Regions from separate parts of the Rattus norvegicus genome. Here region 2 is linked to region 1. The links are chromatin contacts, called in public Hi-C maps. All regions are on one chromosome and are shown on one strand. The core of a region is the stretch at or near the end of the contact, and the rest is flanking DNA. Distances in the headings are between cores, read along the strand shown.

What was found. Hi-C and Micro-C count contacts between places; a contact is called where the count stands out from the background.
Region 2: a Hi-C map of the Rat2 cell line shows a contact between it and region 1, with 5 times the contacts expected there. The contact joins the enhancer-like site here to the promoter of Sdc2 in region 1. A contact is called at or near these places in 2 of 12 Hi-C or Micro-C datasets (the Rat2 cell line and Schwann cells) and 1 of 1 datasets of contacts at active chromatin or transcription factors (oligodendrocytes).

The regions. Positions count from the first base shown.
Region 1 is chr7:66,010,720-66,014,332 of GRCr8, reverse strand. It overlaps Sdc2 (syndecan 2), which reads right to left and starts at 1,928. Exons shown (of 5, transcript NM_013082.4): 1 at 1,486-1,928. The coding sequence starts at 1,575.
Region 2 is chr7:66,357,255-66,360,867 of GRCr8, reverse strand. The region is part of intron 5 of Cpq (carboxypeptidase Q); the gene reads right to left. Among named protein-coding and RNA genes, the nearest start is that of Cpq, 210 kb to the right of the region's middle. Within about 2 kb of position 1,742, at least 13 of the 93 cell types and tissues checked have an H3K27ac peak or open chromatin away from gene starts, as enhancers often do.

The DNA of each region.
Region 1 (3,613 bases), core at 679-3,178:
AATGTCAGTGGATTAAACATCTTTTGCCAGTGGGAAATCCAAGTAAGTTTCAGAGTGTGTTTTCACATCCCAATCACTCAAATATTTGCTTATCCTATGGAGTTTCCAACTCTAAGTCCCCCAGCCTCGAACACTGTACAGTGATCTGCTGGCCCACACAGCAGTGCCCCCACCCTACCCCTGATTACAAATGTCCATCTTCTGCTAAATGCCAAAAATGTTTCCCAATCGTCCAAGGGTCAAAAGTGGGGAGAGTATCCATTCCAGCTAAAGATCTACGGTGTCTTCAAAGGGGCTTTTCCATTAATTCGTATTGGGCAACTCACTAAATGCCAAAGGACGAGCATAGGGAACAAGAGTGAAAGAAAGGATCATTCCCTAATTGAGCTGGCAGCCCTGGGACTGCATGTCAATAGAAGGCGCTTGGACTCCCACTTGCCAAAACAGAGCTGTAGTGGCCCAGGTAGGGGCTGCCACACTAGCTGAGAGCCCAGGAGTGCTTTCATTGGGCAACGCAGAGAAATCAACTCCAACCCCAGAAACACAATCCGGATCAGAAATCAAGTTCCCACCGCCACCGAGAAGGAAAGAAGCTGGTAGTGGAAGAAGATAGTCTCACAGGAATCATGAGGGTGGCAGGAAAGAGGTATTCATCCCCCAGCAGTCAGAGACCAAAGCCAAGTAAGTCACAAGCACCCTCATCTTTCCATCTTGCGACATTCCAAAGCCACCCGGATTAAGATTTCCTCTCTCTACTACAGCCCCCGGCTTCACTCCACGAGGAGGGTTAGTGGAAGATCGCAGAGGCCAGAGAGCCCAGGCCTATTCCAAAAAGCTCCACGCGGCCAGCAGCCTCCGTATAGACCACCGACTGCTTCTCCACATAGTGTGGGTGCCTTGCCACAGCAACATGGAGCATTAAACAAATAAACTTTTAGAAACTTCCTCTCCAGATACTCTCGGTTTCTTTAATATGAGTCCTATCTCCCTAAACTTGCCTTCAGACAAGCTGAAAGCCTGAAGTAGGGAGGATGGTGTCTAGAGGAACAGATCCTCCCCAAAGTTCCAACTCATCCCTGGGGCTTGTCCAGCGCGCAGAGCTTACCGGCTCCTTTTCTAACCCTTAGTGGTGCTCTAGTAACCAGCTCTTAGCCCTCTGTCCTTCCTGGACCACACCACGAAATCCCCCAAAGGCAGAAAGTTGGGAGTGACTTTAGGGGCCTTTGGGGTCAGCAAACTCCAAGTCTTGTGCCCCCATCCCCGAAGACATAGGGTAGGTAACCCCCTGTAGCAGTTCAACTGTGCTGAGAAAAGAAGGGACCAGGGGCAAGTGGTGGAAAAACAAGCTCATTTGTCTCAGTACATCTAAGTAGCCCCACGTTCAGGGGTGGCGGATCCCCCAGGTGGCGCTCCCCAATTACCCACTGGCTCCTCTAGTTGCCTGGACACCCATAACAGCGCACGTCCCAGGCTGGGCCCACTCACCGTCTCTGCCGACACACAGGCCATCAAGCCCAAGGTGAGCAGGATCCACGCACGCTGCATATTCCCCGGGGACGTGGCTCGTACCCGCATAAAACGAAGCCCAGCGCACGCTGCAGCGGGCCTAGAGAAGATAGGAGCTGAGCTGCCTCCGGGAGAGAGGCTTGGTCTCGGGTTCTGAGCTCGAGCTGTCTTCTCTGGCGCCTGCTCTAGCTTTCGCACAGCGCCCCGGAAACGCCGCGCCTTCTCACTTGTTGGCTTCTGCCCTCCCAATCCAGAGTTGCTGCTTCACGAGTCTATTTTCCTGGTCTGGTCCTACTCGGCGTTGTGCTTTCACTCCGCGGACTCGGGTGTCTGGGTCGCGGTGCTGTCTGATTTGAAGCAAGCAGCCGATGGGTTGAAACAGAGCTGCGGCTGAAGTTTGGGGATGCAGAACGGAGGGGACGCGCGATCCGCGGGGCCCGAGCTCCAGGAGTATCTGGAGTACAGCCGCTGGGCTGGTGGCTTGGCTGCAGCGCCCCTCCTTCTGCGCGCCGCCGCCGCCTCCCAGGTCCTCCCCTCGATCCCACACCACCCCCCTCCGCGTCCTCTCCCTGGTCCTGCTCCGCCTCCGCCTCTACCGCCCCCACCTTTCTTCCTTTCCTAGCAAGCAGCTCAGGGTTCCTCCGGGCGACTGGGGGAAAGGAGGTTGCCAGGACTCCATGATAAACCCGGGAGAAATTCTGCCGGGATTACTCTGTGATTGGCAATTCCCAGAGCCAGTGGGCGCCCGCAGCTCCGCACTGTGGCTGCCCCGGGAACGTGCCTCTGCAAACCTTAGTGCTCTTTCATCGTCTGTCTCTCTTTCCCCTTCTCAATGCCCTCTCCTCTTCCCACCACTTTTCTCTCTCCCTTTCCCTTTCCTTCTCCCTTTCTTCGTTTTAATTTTCTAAAGAAAAATCGGCGAAGGTTTGACGGACTTACTGACTTGTGAGGATTGGGTCACGAGAAAAATGAGAAAGTTTATAGATCCCCTTCAAGCGCTTACAGTGCCCATAGGTCACCAGGTCAAAAGATTGCAATTCAGAAAAGACTGAAGCTGACTGTAGCAAGTTTCTGTTAAGATTCTCCTCAGACCCTTCCCGCATACACACACACACACACACACACACACACACACACACACACACACACCCTGCCTCAGGCATTATCTAAGGTCAATTTCCACATTTTTACATTTGGAAAATGTAAAACTGTTTACATTTGGAAACAACAAATAGGGATGAAAAATTAGAGATTGTAGATAATAGCAAATGAAATAAAAGTTCAGAGAAGGGGAAAGTCGTTTCTGGCTTTAAGAAAACAATGACTGTGTATCTCTTGCATAAAGGTCAGTGCTGTGTGGTGCTACAGAACCAGGCAGGCGCATACCCTTCTAATGCCCGCCGCTGTTTTCCTGTTGGGTTTAGGAACTGAATGAATTGTGGATCCATTTTCTTCTGTAATGCCCATTTATAAAGGACGGGGACTTTTCAGTATTAGTCACTATTTTATTATCATGTGGGATGTGTTAAAAAATACATAACTATGTTGTAGGCAAATGCTACTCCAAATCTCAAGCCATACCATATAAAAGCTCTGTACCTTTAACACACACACACACACACACACACACACACACACACACACACAGAGAGAGAGAGAGAGAGAGAGAGACAAGACAGACAGACATGAGGCCATAGTCATAAACTGTAGTCACATCCTAAGTGACTATTACAATGTTTTAATGATAAATCACTGTTACAAGTCTCAAAAAAAATTAGCAGGAGAATCATAACTTTAAGTTAAAACATCAACTCTGGTTCAGATATAACTTCCAACTTTCTGGTTCTTATGAGCAGCCTAAGGCACTGGCAGCCAAAAAAGGAGACTTGGGAAAATAAAAGAGTGAGCTTAGCTTCTGAAAGATTCAACTATGGACATATTTGTAAGGCCATAACGTGGTGGTTGAAGAATATCATGGTAAGTGGAAGATTCTGATGTTTTACAAGAAAATTAGCACTGCATTCAAAAAGCTATAAGTCAAGGAGCTGGAAGATATACTTGTGTAAAAGCTTACTCCAAGACTGAAACATTCCATTCTGCTGTAAGC
Region 2 (3,613 bases), core at 493-2,992, 350 kb before region 1:
TGCTTCTCTCATCAGAACAGGGCTGCTTCTGGCTGTTTTGTAAGCCTGGGTTCTATAAATTATCCACAGACTTTGCAAAAAGAAATGGCAAAGGAGACTGAATCAGGCCACACGGGTAAAGCTCCGAATGTTAATGCTTACATTTAGCATTTTCCCGACATGAGTTTTCCAAGATTAAAATATTTAGTTTTATTGTTCAAAAGGATTGGTTTTCAGGAGCTTGTTTACCATATCATAGGTGCAGACAGCTCAGGGACAGCCTGCCAGCAGGGTTGAGAGCCTTACACAGAGGAGGGAAGCCACTGTGGTGTTGTTATCATGAGGAATCATTAAACCACACTGGAAATGAATAGAATAGAATAGAATGGAAATGAATAGGAGCCCAGAGGCCAGCTGAGTGCAGAAGGAACTTCCCACCTGGAGGAGAGTAATGGTAGGAAGAGACAAACTTGGGACTCAGGTTTCTCTCTTTTTGCCAACCTTTGAGTTCTCAGGCCTTCACTGAGAACGTGCACCAGCTTGACCCTTACTGGTCTGGAACTGAACTTTGACAGCGAAATGTAGACGTCTCTTCATTAATGAGCTACTTATTGTCATGTGGACAGAAGAGCTTTTGTAGATGTTGTCTGATATGGTTTGTTCTGTTTTTGTTTTGTTTTGTAACTATTCTCATTACCAACCAGCAGCCTCATGCTTTTTGTTTCTTACCCATGGGACTAAATGCACACAAAGTACAGAAATATTGACATAAGTAAAGAAAAATGCTTTGGTTACCTCATCCTAAAACAATTCTTGACCTAGCAAGATGGCTCAGCAGGTAAAGGGACCTTTCCACCAAGCCTGATGACCTGATTTCTGTAGCTAGGGTTCACATGGTCAAAGAAGAAAAATGACTTCAGTAAGCTGTGTCTGACCTCCATAAGTGTATTGTGGCATGTAGGTACATAAGCACACAGACAAAGAGACATACATATATACATACATACAGACAGACAGACAGACAAACAGACATGCGCACACACACATGACACTACAAATGTCTCAACCACAGTTATTAAATGATGTGTATTGGTGTTGTTTTATCTTTCAGTCATGTCCTATGTGCAGTCATATAAAATTGACAGTCCTCTCAGAAACACCTAAAGTCCACAAGCTTTGAGTCTGACAGACCTGGTTTAGGCTTTCAGCAAGATGTTAACAAGAAACCTGGCCTTTCAGAGTTTCTACTTCCTCAGCTGTAGGTTGAAAGTAAGGATAAGATGACAACACTGTTTCATGATGTTGAATGGAAATACATGTATTAAAAGTACTTTGAAGATTTCTGAAAAAAAACATAAAATACCCTAGCATACAAACGGTCATTATTATAGTTATTCTTTGCGAAAGTAAATTTTCCATTCTTAAGAATGGAAAAATGTTAACAAAGTGTCTAGATGCGACATGGAAGGAACAGTCTTGGAAAACATGACTTCTAATTACAGGTCCACCATGAATGAGTATAATAAGACATGGGGCAAAGCACTAAGCCTTTGTAGAATAGCTTTTTTTCATATATCATGAACACACACACACACACACACACAAGGGGGGCAGGGGGCAGAGACAGAGACAGAGAGACAGAGAGAGTGAAAGACAGAGAGACACAGAGACCCAGAGACACAGAGAAACACACAGAGAGGCTTGGGTTCACATATCTCTATTAATCCAAATAGCAAACTCCACAAGAATCTCCCTGCTACCCAATACCAGAGTGGGAGACGACCGAGGCGCTGAAAGTCATGAGGACTCCAAGCACACCAGAGTGGCTCAGAGGATACCCTGTTCTGCTCACTTCCAGCACCATGAGCAGCTCGATCAAGCACTGTAGACGGAAAAGAGAGCAATTGTGTTGTTGTAGGAGATAGTTTTAAAGAGTTGTAATTTTATAAATCATATAATTTAATTAAATTTTCCACCTTAAAAAAGCCTAAGTAATCTGATGTGACTATGTCTTCAATTTCTACATAATTTTTCTCCAGAAATAGTTCTTTATTTTCTTCCCATTGACAAGGCAGTCTAATGACAAAAGCTTCTCCACCCCCACCCCTTCTCTGGGGAATGGATGTGATTCATAGCATTAGGTTATTACAACAACCTCTCTTTTCACAAAAACACTGGCCAATAACAGCAGGATGATCACATCGTCTACTTCCAATAGTGTGAGAAAGAACTGCCCACACACTCCCTAGCTCTGAAGACAGAAAATACACAGCTCTCCATCTCACTAAGAAGTGTTTATGATCCTCTGACTGTAGTATACTGAGAAGAGGACGAGAGATTCTCCTCTCTAACCAGTGCCTCCGGTGGAAGGAAAAAATCAGAGGAGGGCTGCCTTGTGGCAAGCACAGGCCTCAAGATCCATTTTATTCCCACTGTTGCTGATGTAATTGTGAATTCTTGCTGCATTTATAATTAAGAACGGGACAGATGGTAATGCTTAGTATTAGGCAATAAGGAGTGGTCATTAAAATAACCAAGAATGCCAGCAGTTTATATGATATCACAGGGTTAGTTTACCATAACAAAGTTTTATATCCATGGAAAAAGAGGTAGTAAGCCCCCTCATTCTCATCACAGCTGTCCCCTTGTGGAAGACACATTGCACATCCTGGGAAGATTCCAACCTTTTAAAAACTGCTGGTCATATCTTGGTTTTATTATGAGCAGTCATTACAAGTGGCAGAGCATGAAATCTAAGATGGGGTATTCACCGAGCTATAAAGAAAAGCAGTTGGGAAGGCACTAGAGATTCACTGGAATCACACTAGCATGGTACTGGGAGTCAGGGTGGGAGGAAAATTCTAGAATCCTCCAAGAATATGGCCAGAAGCCCAGACGTCCTCAAGGGTTATAAAGGTTACTTAATTGTAATATAAAATGAAGCAAAACACCTCTTCCTTTTGATTGTAGAGGGTTATCAGTGTGTATAACCAAAGGGGCAATAGCTGTACAATTTCCCAGGAAGACAAACTTTAACAGCAATAGAGTTTGTCTAGTAGCAATAGAAATATCAACTAGCTTTTAACTGAGGGCAGAGTTCCCTCAGTGTCTTACATGCAGACATGTGAGTTCTTGTGAAATTTTGGGGCTCCAAATTAACATGATATAAGCATCATTAGACCAAACACACAACAGTGTGTCTATGGTCTGGTCCAAAAAGTCCCCAGGAAATGAAGCTTCATGTCTGTCATCCTGTGTCTCCCATGCTGACTTCTTGCTATTATATCTTCAGCTACATATAATGCAGGAATGAAAGAAACACTCACTTCCAGCTTCCTACGGCAAAGCATATTTCAACCTCCAAACAATCTATGTCCTGTCCACCTAAGAATAAATGAAAAAATTTCCAACTTGAAGTAATATACCACAAAGTCCTATTTTTAGTGATTATGGACTATAGTTAAGGTTTCTGATACTCTAATCCGGCTTCTTTGTTCAAGATCAAAGGCACATGCATCATGCAAACTTCATGATCACTCCCTCTTAGTGCTCAGCCTGCTAGCAAGGTGCTTTCTTTTTATATTACAGCACCTTAACTTAGCAATAACCCTTTACTCACTAGAATATAAAAAAC